2 separate regions of the Rattus norvegicus genome follow, and region 1 is linked to region 2. Evidence: chromatin contacts called from public Hi-C data. All regions are on one chromosome and are shown on one strand. The core of a region is the stretch at or near the end of the contact, and the rest is flanking DNA. Distances in the headings are between cores, read along the strand shown. Region 1 holds the start of Cgn (cingulin). Region 2 holds the start of Rorc (RAR-related orphan receptor C).

Region 1 (6,654 bases), core at 2,528-5,027, 320 kb before region 2:
GTCAGTGTGGCCATCATGGTGAGGAGCATGGTGGCAGGCAGGCACCATGTTGGAGCCAAGAGCTCACATCTCGATTCATGGCTTGAAGCATAGACAGATACACTGGGAGTGGCCAGAGTCTTTGGAAACATCAAACCCTGTCCACAGTGACACACTTCCTCCAACAAGGCCACACCTCCTAATCCTTGCCAAACAGTTTCACTTAACTGTGGACCAAGTATTCAAACATATGAACCTACAGAGGTGATTCTCATTCAAACTACCACATTTTCACTCTGGAGCTCAGGTTAGCCCAGAGCTTACTATGTAATCCAGGCTGGCACTGAGTTTGTGGCAGGTTTCTTGCCTCAGTCTCCTGCCTGGTAGGATTATGTGCCTGGTTCATCTGTGACCATATTTAATTATCTTTCCTAGCCACACCAAGAATAGAAATTCAACTCCATCAGGAAAAGCATGTTTTAATAAACTATTATTGCTAAAGACTATGCATTTAGTTAGGCATGATGTAGTCCAAGTACCCAGGAGGAAGAGGCAGGGTTGTCATGAAGTCAGGACCTGCCTGAGCTACATAGTGAGTCTGAAGCTTGCCTTATATCATGAGACTCTTGTTTCCAAAAAATAAATAAATAATAATCACAATAAACTATGTAAGTAAAACTCAAGAGCTGAACAAACAATGATAAACATCCTGAAAATGTTTCTCAGTAGTGGTCTCCTGTCCCGAGGAACCATCCTGCCTCCATCTCGGGCTTGAAAGCCCTCTCATTGTAAAGACAAACTAGGTTTGCTCCTGCTTATGATTAAATCTGTCTCTCAAGGACTGGGGTATGCCCCCCTCCCCCACAACCCTAGTGGTTCTGTACTGCCTGCTCCAGGAATGGCAATCATGCCTTTGTTCCAAAAAGTTGTTTATAACCATCTTGCAACCCTACCTCTGTTTTGTAAGGTTGTATGATGACCTTGTTATGCCCACCTTGCAACCACATCTTTGTTTCAGAAGGAACTAACTTGTTATGTTCTGCTCCCATAACTCAGCCTATTTTGTCCACCAAATCCCCCATTTAGGACTCCCCTGCCCCTGGTCTATAAAAAGCATTGTCTCATCTCCCACATCCAATGTTGACCTCTCAAACCCTGCCAAGGGGAGTCAGTCCATGTTCACGAATAAAAAAGCTTGCTTTAATTAGTTTAGCCAAGGTGGTTTGGGTCAGTGGTCTTTCTCCTCCCATCTTCGATTTGCACTGCCCTAGGACAAGGCTGGCTGCTTCAATCAAGTCTTACTATTGCATGTCATATAGCCCTACCTTACCCTTCTGCCAGGCCTCAGCTGTCTTGCTCTGAAGCCTTCAGTAAGTAGGGTGTCTTGGTATAATCTTGCAACTTCATGGCTCTGAGGCTGAGATTGGAGGATGGAGAGGGTCATCCTGGGCTACATATAAACTGTACAGTTTATCTATTTAAGTATTTAACACCCCTTATCTTCCCACTATGTCCTGGTCTCTGTGCTCACCTTATGGGCTCCCACTCCTTCTGGTTCCCTCAGCAAGTGTGTTTTCCTGCTCCTGGCCACCGGACACTTTCCTGTCTCCATGCATCTTTCTCCAGCTACTTTTTTTCTAGGCAGGTGCTCCCCTGTGACACCCTTCCTCCAACTGGTTGAACCTAGAGCCTTAGACATGACAGGTAATATCTCTCTAATGAGAAATCCTCCACACATGCTAGGCAAACACTTCTGAACCAAAGACCACTGACACCCCCGCCCCCACCCCCACCCCTGAGCTGAGGACCAAACTCAGGGCCTTGCTAGGCAAGCACTCTACTGCTGAGCTAAATCCCCAACCCCCCTGTTTCCTTTCTTTTTCTTGATCTGCACAATTAAGAGAAATCTCTCTAGTATGAACATAGGAATGATCCCTGTAAGTATGTATATAAAACCTTACCTGTTTTCTAAAAGTTCACATTGGGTGACACCTCAATTGGGTTGAAAAGAGACCTTCCAGTAAGCAAATTGTGCTTTCCCCCTGGCCCCTATCATGCCACCCCCCACTCCTGGCTTATAGATAATTTCAACAGCTCCAAAATTTTTGTATTTTCAGCCTCGAAGAGAATAAATCACTTTTCTCTGTGGCAGGTAGGTCCAGCAACCTGGCGTTTAAAGTTATCTACTCTCTCTTCAACTCTCTCTTCTTTCACAACTACTTTTCTAGAAAAGGGGTTTTCACTTTTATTTAAGTGGGGGGGGGGTATCATTTTAGTGTCTTTCTGTGACATCCTCCCCTATGGTGTACCTCTGGTTGGCTTGGAACTTAATTTGAAGATCAGGCTGGCCTTAAACTTTCTGCTAGGATCAAAGGTGTGCACCAGGATAGATTCTCTCTCTTTTGGGTCAATTCATCAGTCTGTTTGTTTGTTTAGTTATTTTTAAAACCTCTTTTCCAAACCACTCTTTGGTCTAGAAGTAACCTGATCCAGGAGGGACACCACCTCTGCAGAAGGTCGCCAAACTGCACATTTTCTCATTCTCTCACTCCCCCCACCCCCTCTCCCTCCTTGTTCTTCCTTAGGGCTCTATCCGTTATAGAAGGCTTCTCTTGGAATGCAGAGACCTAGCAACCCAGCTACAGAACAGGTAGGTGGACTTTCCCCTCCAGGGTCCACGCCCAGCATCTAAAGGCTGGGGGAGGGGAAGGGAATGATCTCCAGCTAACGCCACGGAAATGCTAGCTGTATCGAAGATTCCTCTTCAATATATTACAATAAATATTTACCGAACAAATAAAGGAGAGAACTATTCAGAGGCCAGCAAGGTAAGCTAAGCCAATCTTCTTTTTAACATACCTCAGCGGTTAACATTAGGAGCCAGCTTTAATGTTACCTGCCTCAGTCTGCAGGCAAAAGCACCCCAGAGTCTTTTCGGTGTAGTGGGACCAAAAGCCCTACTTGACAGGCTTTCAAAAAAGGTGGATTTACAATCTGTGGTTGAGTCCCTTTCTGCTTATAGAGGTTATTCTGATGCGTATAAATTTACAGCACTAGGTTCCCAAGTCATTCATTCTACACGTATTTTATTAAGAGCCAAGAGTGCTGACCTCTGTTATAGGCGTTTGAGATGAAGCGTACAAAACAAAAGAAAATGAAGCTCTCGGCTTTGGCCGAGCTTTTCATAGGGAGACAAAACGATGAAAATGATTTTTAGGATGATGTAAATTAGGTGATTTCATACTACAAAGAAAAAAGGGTGCAAATGATTGTGGAGGCCAGGAGCCCGAGGATGAGAATCCAGGACTGGGGTTCTGGTTCAGATTGCTGATAAGGCAGGCGAGCAGAGATGCAGGACGTGCTGACGTCCGGAGACTACGAAGAAATTTTCTGCGGAAAGCGACAGAACAGTATTCCGGCTTATGCGGAGGCAGATGAAGGGCAGAAAGGGCTGTGAACCGAGATTTGCTTTGAGAAGAGCACTCGGTAGGCATTTCCCACAGAACCCAGGGGATGCTCTGGTGCTAAGCTACCAGGGTCCGCAAAGCCCCGACGCCCCCAAAATGGCCTCTTAGGTCCCCCCGTGCCCCGCCCCCGCCCACCAGCCCACGTGACCCCACCGCCCCTCCCGTCCACCGGGCTGGGGACCCCGGTTCTGGGTTCCCGCGGTGTCTGCTCCGCCCCTTGCGGGAAACTGACCAATAGAAGGAGGGGTGAGGCGGGGCGGGAGGTGACGGCCAATGGGGCGGAGCTCCTGAGGAGTAACAGGTTGGTGGGCGGGGGAGAGGAGGGAGCTCAGAGCTCCGAGGGGCTGGGCTGCAGCGGCGCGTGCAGCTCGGGAGGACAGAGCGCGAGCCCCTGCGGGGTGTGCGAGCCCGGGAGTACCGATCAAGACCCGGGTGAGTGAATCTGCCCCGAGCCAGGTCACCTGCGATGCGGGTGAGCCCTCAGGAGTATGCCTGAGGGGCGGAGTGGAGGCATCAAATGCCCTCCTCCTGGGCACAGGTGCTGAGTTTAGGAGGAAGGGCGGTCAGAGTGCGGTGGCAGAACTACGGGCTGACCCCTACTCCACAGTGCCAGAAACGAGTGGCTGGGAAGGTGCCAGGTGTGAGGCACCTGAGGGTAAGGTTATTCCCAGGGCATGCATGCATTTCAGCGCTACAATCTCTGGAGGTCAGGCGCCAGCCCTTGGGGCAGAATTTCTCTTGGAGACCAGCATGGGGGCGGGGGAGGGTTCATTCTATTGGAGCAAATGGAAGTGCCGTCAGAGGTTCAGATACTAAAATGATGATACCCGCATGTGCTTGATTTGGGGGGTGACTACCCCCACCCCCTGTCAGACCTTACTGGTCTCTGACACTCTCCTTCTGGCTTTGGAAATGCTCTGAAATGTGGGATAATTCGCTGACCATTTGCCTACAGGTGAAAGCAGTTGCCAGTAAGACACTTAGGTCAGAATACGAGGGCACCAGTCTCTTTCCTAGGTGTGAGATTATTTAAGGCTGTTTCTTTCTTTGCTTTCATGCCAGGGAAAAATTTTTCCTTTTTCCTCTAGAAAGAACTGCGTGTAATCTTCAAGAGAGGGGAATGGAGAAGCATAAATCCCTGAACCCACAAAATAGCTGAAAATGTTTGCTTTCTCGGGGATGTGAAACGAGGATTGATACTGGGTTTCACATAGCCTATGCTAGCCTTGAACTTGCCGTATAGCTGAGGCTGGCCTTGAACTGGTGGTCTGCTTCAGCTCCCAGGGCCAGGATTACCCTGGCCAGGTTTATGTCACCACACCCATCTAGAAATAGTCTTCTTTCTTGAGGCTGATGTAAAATCTTTCATATATATATTTTTTTCTCCTCCTCTTCCTCTTCCTCTTCCTCTTCCTCCTCCTCCTCCTCCTCCTCCTCCTCCTCCTCCTCCTCCTCCTCCTCCTCCTCCTCCTCCTCCTCTTTCTCCTCCTCCAGATTGGGGGACACTGGTGAGATCTGGGAGTGCAGCTAATTTCCTTGCCGCTTCACAGAATCCTGATTCCCTGAAACCCTAGTAGGCATCCCTGATTCATGATCTTTGGCAGACTAGTACTAGTGATACAGAAACATAGAACTCCCTAGGAGACCAAAAGACTAGGGGAATTACACCTCCACATTCCTAGGCCACATAAGAGGTATATATTGGGCACCAGACAACTTCTGAGGTGAATTTCCTTGCCTTAGGCAGCAGTGGAAGCAGAGTCAACCTTAGCTTGGCCCCTTTGATGCTCTGTCTGAAGACAGTTGCTATAATTGGGAAATAATTAGCAACCGCTATGTTTGTAGACAAGCTGCCTACATGTTCCTTTCATCCTGAGTATTTGGGAGTATGGGTCTGGCTCTGGGGCCTGCCGATTCAGAGATTTGCCTGATTCTAAGAGGATTCTGGCTTCCTGTGGTTCCCAGACTGGCTTGCCTGCCCTTACCCTTGTGGGAGAAGAGGGGGTAGGGCTGCTTCTCTTTGTGCCAGGGAGGGGGGAACCAAGGGCCTGGGAGTTGACGGAGGTAAGTGTAAGACCAGGAATGCTGCTTTGGGAACTTGAGAGGGAGTGGTGGAGGGAGACAAAGTTCCTGTCACACACTGGCTTGTCACCAAGTTCTTTGTGCATCTGTAACTCCTGTCTCCTCCCCACCTTCTGCCTCCTCCTCCTCCAGAACCTCGGCCTTGGCCTATCGGCTGGACCGAGCTTCCACTCTTGGTCTTGTCCCTCTGACTTTAGTGGGGACCTGCAAGGTTCCAGTGTAGCCTTCCGGGCCCTCCCTTCTCTTTGCCTCTCAAACCAGTTCAGCCAGTTTGTAAGGGCCCAGTTCTTCATTGTGTTTTACCCCCACTGGCCAAGCAGCTCTAGTTGGCTCTCAGGTTTCTGCTTTTCCAGTGAATATGGTCTGGAGTCCACTTGGGAGTTCTGTTTGTGCCTACAAGGAGCCTTCTTATCAAATGATAAGGTCCCTGAGCGTTCCGTTCTTATTTTCACCATTTACTTGCTTTCTTGTTACCACTGAGATGGTTCTAATTGCCGTTCGTTGTTGTTTGTTTTAGTTTGTCCACTTTGTAAATGTTCTGGTTATTCAATATCTGCACATTGCCTGGCCCTGTGTCTATCAGCCCTTCCTCCATACACCCGAAACACCCCATCCCCCATCCTCACTCACTTCCTGCCAGAAGTCCAGGGACCCTGTCACTCCTAGTTGGAAGCCAGATGCGTATGGCTGGGCCAGAGGTGATGGAATTGGGGCAGGGCAGGCTAATGAGTAACTCAGGAAGAAGTGGCTGTCTGGTACAGGTGTAGTGTGCCTTCTCCCTGTGCTCAGGCAGAAAGGGCAGAGGCAGACAGATGGCGCTGAATTAACTTCTGTCCTGGTCTTTTCCCAGAGTACAGTTGGTGAGAAATGCCCTGGGCATGTGCCAGGGAGGGAAAAGAGGGTCAGGCATCTGGTGAGAGTCCAGGCCCGGACTTCGTGTTGGTCTTGATCATTGTTTACCTGCCTAGGGCTTATGCAAGTTCTTGGAGCTGCCCTGCTCCCGTGGCCCCACCCCACTGTCCTCTGTAACTGAAGGCGGGTAGGTTTCGGGTTTTCCGTGTTGAATCATTTAGAGCTCTGTTTTCTGACCCACCCTAAAGATCTCTCAGTTCTGGCCTCTGACCCA
Region 2 (6,671 bases), core at 3,053-5,552:
CCCCTCTTCCTGAGTACCCCAGGCCCTCCTCACCAGGTGACACCAGGGGTAGGGATGTCCCAGAGGTAAGTCACAGGAATCTCTGTCTTGGGTGGTGTCTTGTGGCACTGAGACCCTGTGGACTGTCAACAGTCATACCAGTGTGGTACAATTGGAGGCTGCTGAACCCTCACCACACGGCATTCCTCCTACACATGATGCTATCCTGGGCTGAGGAAGTGATAGCTGCAGTATCATTAGGTAAATACCCGTTGGTCCTATGGGAGCAAGACTGCTAGTCTGGGACACAGAGAGTGAAGCCACCATCTTCATCCTCTTAACAGCAGTGTGTTGGGAATGATTCAGTTCTGGGTGGATTTCATGAGGCCCATAAAACACTTTATGTAATAACTACTATCCCATCCCAAAGACAAGGAGGGTGAGACACAGAGAGATTAAGTAACCTGCACAAGATCACACCATAGTGAATGGTTGAGTAAGGGTTTAAGGCCAGGCAGAGTGACCTCAGATCCATTTGAGGGGCAGGAGGTTGTCTCTGGTTCAGGTTTGATTTCGAGTGTGTCTCAGACTGTCCAGTCTCCTGGCCCTTGAGTTTCTGTGCAGGTTTCTGTGAAGTTTCCTATCGATGGGCCCCTTTGCTTTCCATCTGCTCTGTGGGGTACCTCAGCCTTGGAGATTCCCCTCTGGTCCCCTAGTTATTAGGCCCCCACTTGGTCTGGGTGTGCCCCCTAGGTTTCTCAGCTTGGACTCCTTTCTTGAGGTTATTTCACTTGGGAGGCAGTTTTTATTTTCTTGGCCTGGGGTTGGGGAGTGGATCTCAGTGTCTGGACCAACCTCCTCGAGAGGTCTTCAATCTTGCTGGCTAGTAAAAAGCTCTGTCTGCAGGCTTGGGAGTTGGACATTGGATGGATGAGGGTGACCAGCCTCAGGAGGACACATGGTAGGGGCTACAAGGATGGGAGGCAGATCTAAAAGCTTGGCTTGGTCTCTCCCAGTTTCCACTCTCCAAAAGTCCCCCTCTTCCCCCAATGTGGTCCCTGGTCCCCTCCCCCAGTCTGACTGCGTCATTCTGACTCGCTTTCCTCCCAGGCCCCGCTCAGTGTTTCCGTGGGGCCCTGTGGCGAACACACACGAGGTGATCAGGATTATGCTGAGCCAAGCAGCTCTGACCCCCCAGGAGGATGGAGCCCCCAAGCTCAGGGAGGAAGGATGCTGGGACAGGAAGGCCGCAGATGTCTTTGGCAGTGGGAGGGATTGGTGGGCAACCAATGAGTGTGTGATGGAGGGGTAGAGGTGACCCCTCCTGATGAAATTGTCACCATTAACTTAATGACCATGCTTGTGTCTTTTCCAGAGTGCCCCCAAGCTGCTGAGGGTATGCACGACTCCCCTGGGCAGGACTTTGGTGGAATGGACACATTTTGTAGGAGAATAGCCTCTCTCTATGTGGCTGGATTGGGGGTGCTGCAATGGCCAGAGACAAGATGTTTGCGTCCATTGGGAAGCCCTTCTGGAACTCTAGTCTCTTCCTCATACACTGTAGTCTGAGGATTTCAGGACCCCAGGAAACAGTGTCTCTGTCCATTCCTTGTACAGAGACCAGCTTTCCTGCTCTCTGGTTCTGCAGAGCCTCGTTCCAGGCTTGCTCACACCTCAGAATGTGTTAACCACAGAGATGAACACCAAACCTGGCTCTGCCACCACAAAGCCCTGGGCACGCTCCCAGGCCTCCCATTGTGGCTGCTGAGTTAATTCAGAGGCTGGGTGGCCTTACACCTCCTCCCTGGCCTGGCCCAGCAGCTGAGGCTCTGTCCAGCACTCTGCCCTCCTCTTTCCCAGTTCCCCTTTTCTTTCTATGCCTGTTACTTGGCACTCCTTGGGTTTCTTCTTTTTCTGTCCTGGCCTGTAAATCTTTTCCTTTGGCCCTCATCTCTTGGGCCTTGCAGTCTTAGGCTGACTCTTCCACTTCTGTCCAGGCCCAGGTTGTTCCTTTACTCATGGCTTCCGAACTGAACAGTTTTGCCATACCCAGTACCACCTTGGCCCAAACCCCTACTCACAGGTGTGGGTCTTCTTTGCAGCCAGCAACTCTGTAAAGGGAGGGGGGGGTGTCAGTCAACAGAAACCCTGCAGGGGGAGGGGGGGAAGCCAAAAACTCCCCCAGTTACTGACTCCCTCCCTACCCCAGTTTCCCCCCAGCACTGCCTGGCCTCTGAGAAGCTGGGCCCCTTGGCAGAGCCATCACTTTGCCCTTTGGCCACACTGGCCCTCTTCCAGGTCCCGAAAGCACCCAACTCCTCTCTGCCTCCAGGACTTCCCCACACCACACTCTGCCTCCCACCCATACCTTCATTTAGCTAGGTCTCCGATGTCTCTCTTTTCCTCTGGAGCAGCCTCCCCTGCCCTCTCCCCTGCCCTGGGGTTCACTCAGCCAGCACTGTGCATTGTTCCCTGGCACCTGACGTAGCAGACAACTGTCCTAGGTGTGCCACCGTCCCTTCTAGATTGTAAGCCATCTGGACACAGAGCCTCTGTCTGTCTCGTTCGGCTTGCTGCTCTGGGGAACAGCAAGAACCCTCTAGTATCTGGTGCATGTGAGGTACACAAATATTCTGCACCCAGATTAAGTCCCTGAGAGAAAGAATGCAGTCTTTTGCTTGCTTATCTCTGCCAGGAAGCATGGGGGAGTTGCAGAGGTGTGGGGCTGGGAATAGATGGGGAGGGGTGGAAGAGGGCAGAGCTGTGGACAGACCCTCTCTGGCCACCACTGTGCGCTTCACAAGCCTGTAGAAGGAAGATCCCTTTTCCTTGCTGCTCTGCTGGGTCTGGGTCTGGACAGTATTGGATGGACGGACGGACGGACAGTAGGAGGCACAACGGTTCATGGAGGTTTACAGAAATGTTTTGCTGTCCAGGGGAGCAGCTGCTAAGGGGAAAGCCATGGATACTGCAGAGTTACAGGGCTGCCCATGTATTTGGGATGAAGTCAGCAGGCAGTCAGTATTTGGGAAACACCTAGAGAGGGAACTCTTGGCAAAAGAGGCTCTCTTCCATTTCCTATATCCACAGTGCCTAGGGCCAGTCTTTGGTTCCAGAAAGTCCATTAGCCTGGCCTGTAATGTCCCTAACCTTTGATTCCTTTCTGTTACTTTTTGCCTTCTGCTGTCTAAGCCCGGCACGCAAGTCTCCTGTCTTTCCTTCACTGTCCCTCTGCCAGGAGATGCACCCTGCAGCCAGGCTTCCTTCATTTCATCGCCATGATAGTAAATGGGGCCTGGTACCCTGGTTCCCCAAGTGGGGGAGGGGAAGGCCTGCCCAGAGAGGGTGTGGCCTCATGCCATGCCCACCTCCCTCTAATCCTGTCTGGCCCTACTCAGTTTCCTCCCTGACGTGGCACCCTTGTCCAACCTCCAGCTTTGTAATTCAGAGAGAAGTCTTGCAGAGGGACACTCCCCTTGTTGGCCCCCACCCCTACCCCGGGGCCCTTCTCTAGTGGCCCTAGAAGCTGGTACTTCTGTCGATCACTCTCTCTAGGTTCCCAGCTGACAAGCATGGGAGGGAGGGGCTGTCCTGTTCTGAAGGGCTCCCTCCTCACGCCATTGGTGGACTGTTCCCCCAGTACCTTCTTCCTGTGCTCCACTGGTGCCTCACACTACAAAGATAAAACTTTGTGCGTGGACCAGCTTGAAGGAAAGTGTGGGACCGATGGGCTGGAGCAGCTGGCAGGGTGCAATTGCATCTTCTCCCCCAGGCCCCCGCCCTCAGCCCCCGCCCCATAACGACAGACGGGGCACTCCACTTGTGAATGAATAGGAAGGTGGAGAGCTATCCTTCCAGTCATACGGCCCACGGTTCTGTGGCAGGGAGGGGCCTGCTTGTACCTGGGAGCCAGCCCGTTCCCATCCTTCTCTCGATCAGGCCTCCCTAACACAGCTCCTCCCTCCTGCCCCCACTCCAACCTGTCTCTTCCTTCTTGCGCTCCCTGCCTTCCTAGGCCTCCTCCTGCTGTTGCCGTAGGCACTCTTCCTATTTCCCTACAGTTATGTAAAGACTCGACCTGTCCCGCCGTTCTGCTCTTGCCTGCCAGTCGGTCTCCCCTCTGCTCACCTCTCTTCTTACAGTTCTTTCCCAGTCTCTTCCCATCCCTCCCCTCCTCTGAGTCTCCTGACAGTCCCTTCCACCTGCCTTCAGGGCTTTAGGTCTCTTACCCCGAGATGTTCGGTGGTGTCTCTGTGGGGCCCTGTCCATGGGGTAGCTCCCTTGGTGCCGTCCTTGCTGCCCTGGCTGCCCAGGAGGGCAGGGAGCAGGGCCCAGGGGAGGGAGGAGGGAAGAGGGAGGGAGCACCTGGCCCGTCAGCAGGCAGGGGAAAGGAGTGGCTGGCAGAGTGTCCTGGCACAGGAGGGGACTCAGGGAGAGAGCAGTGGACCAGTGTCTGGAGTCTTGAGGAAAAGCAGGTGAAAGGGAGCTAGTATTTATTAATTACCTACCGTGTGCTGAGTCTGTTAGGCCTTGTAGGTAAATCAGAATGTTTTTTTGGAAGTCCACATGATAACTCTTACAGGCAAGTCTGATCATTCATAAGCATTAACCCACTGTTGTCAAGGAATTCACCGGGGCAATTCGCGATTGAGTTGGGATTTGAACCTGGGTCTTTGTGACTTAAGGACAGAAGATAGAATGGCAAGAAGGGGAGACAGGAAGAGTAAGGAGAAAAGATAGCAAGTGTTGTGTGTGTGGGGGAGGGGAGGGGAGACGACGACGACGACGACGACGACGACGACGACGACGACGACTGATCTCCAGGATGGGATCACATTTCCCTGCAGCTTGGGTTCCCCCAGCGCACACCTGCTTTGCCTCTTGCCTCTCTCTCACTCCCTGCTGCCCTCCTCTGGATTTTCCTGGCTTCTAGGTGCTTCCTATACTTCTGGTGGGGTGAGGGATGTGTGCAGGAGGAGGAGCAAATTGAGAGGAGAGGGGCAGAGGAGGGAGAGAAGAGGAACTGTACTGGACCACCAAGTTGAGAGCCCCGCCACCCTTCGCGTTCTCGCTCCTCCCTACTTCACCCCCGCCCCCGACTAGATCTGTTCTCAAAAAGGCCTGCACTGGAGCCTGAGGAGGGCCAAGAGCCAAGGCTTCTGTGGATATTGGATGTTACAGTTCGGGCACGTACTCAGCCCAGAGTTTGATTAGCTGGGCCTGGCTTTCCTGCTTACCCAACAACGGCTGGCTAGGGTCCAGGCTGTGAGCGGGAGGCTCCCAGCCCCTCCTCCTGCTTTCTCCAGCTGGTAAACAGCAGGGCAGGAGCCGACCACGCCAGGGCCTCGTGACTCGCCCACTCCCTCCACCTGGTGCACGTGGCACCTGGCATGGAGAGGGCAGGCAGCTGTCCCTTCGCTCCCAGCACTCCACCCTTGGCCCTCCTTGGAGCGTCACACTCTGCTTCCAGTGGCACCCAAGATCTAGGGAGCTGATTTCCCTAAGCCTCAGAGACAGAGATGAGGAGAAATAGCCTTTCTTAGCCCCAGGGGGACTGAAAAGCGTTGGGGTGTAGGATGGCTTTTGAGGACCTTTGAGGCTTTGTGTTCATGCCCTTTGTATGCATACATGTTCGTGTGTGTGTACATGTATGTGGATGTGTGTACACCTGTGAGTATGTGTCTGTGGAGGGTAGAGATTAAAATCTAGTGTCTTCCTCAATTACCCATTACCTAATTTTATTTTTCTTTTTTGAGACAGGGTCTCTCATGGAACAGAGAGCTCACCATATTGGCCGGACGGATTGGCCAGTGAGCCCTGGGGAGGTGCTGGTTTCCACCACCCCATTGCTGAGACTACAAACACTTACCTACCACCCACCGTCCCCAGTTTTATTATGTGGGTTCTGGGCCTCATGCAGCACTTCACTAACTAGGTCATCTCCTCAGACTTCGTGGTCTTCGGTAAACAGGCCCATGTATACTTTTCTGCTCAGAAAATGATGCCAGTCTGGAGAGCTTTCGAGGAAGAGGCAAAGTTCTGGTGGTGGCCCCCACACCTAGGAACAGAGCTAGAAAGATGCCCTGGAAAAGGCTGGGGCGTTCAAAGGAAGGGGATCTCACTTGATTACCCTTACTCCAGAATTATCCCCTCCTGCTCTTTTGGGCTCCTGAAAGAGTCCACCTGTCTGTCCATCACTGTTTTCTGTGCCTCACCAGCTCTCTCTTCCATCTCTCTTAATTTTTTTTGTTCTTGTTTTTCATTTTCATTTAATTTAATATTTCTTTATAGTATGGATGTTTTGCCTGCATGTTTATCTGTGCACCATTTGTGTACCTGGTTTATTATGGGGCACAGAAAAAGATCAGATCCCTTGGAACTGGAGTCATAGATGATTATGAGCCACCGTATGGTTGCTAGGAATTGAAACTGGGTCCTTCTGGAAGAGCAGCCTGTGCTCTTAACTGCTGAACTATCTCTCCAGCTTCCCCCACCCTCTCTTTTTTTCTTAAAGTATGTTCTCCTAGGGTGACCTCCAGCTCACAATGGTACCTCAGCCTTGGGTGTACTTGGGTTACAGACCTGCATCATTGACCTAATCCTTTCTCTTGGTGATTCTGGGTCTCAAGGCCTTCCAGATGGCCCCTCCTTCAAATGGCCCCTAGGAATGGTTGCAGATGGCGCACACAGTA

What was found. Hi-C and Micro-C count contacts between places; a contact is called where the count stands out from the background.
Region 1: a contact with region 2 is called in a Hi-C map of liver, with 3 times the contacts expected there. The contact joins the promoter of Cgn here to the promoter of Rorc in region 2. A contact is called at or near these places in 2 of 12 Hi-C or Micro-C datasets (both in liver).

The regions. Positions count from the first base shown.
Region 1 is chr2:185,020,758-185,027,411 of GRCr8, reverse strand. It overlaps Cgn (cingulin), which reads left to right and starts at 3,777. Exons shown (of 21, transcript NM_001427774.1): 1 at 3,777-3,878. It overlaps LOC134485648 (a long non-coding RNA gene), which reads right to left. Exons shown (of 3, transcript XR_010063867.1): 3 at 5,963-6,654.
Region 2 is chr2:184,696,452-184,703,122 of GRCr8, reverse strand. It overlaps Rorc (RAR-related orphan receptor C), which reads right to left and starts at 4,302. Exons shown (of 11, transcript NM_001427272.1): 1 at 4,209-4,302; 2 at 2,061-2,090. The coding sequence starts at 4,248.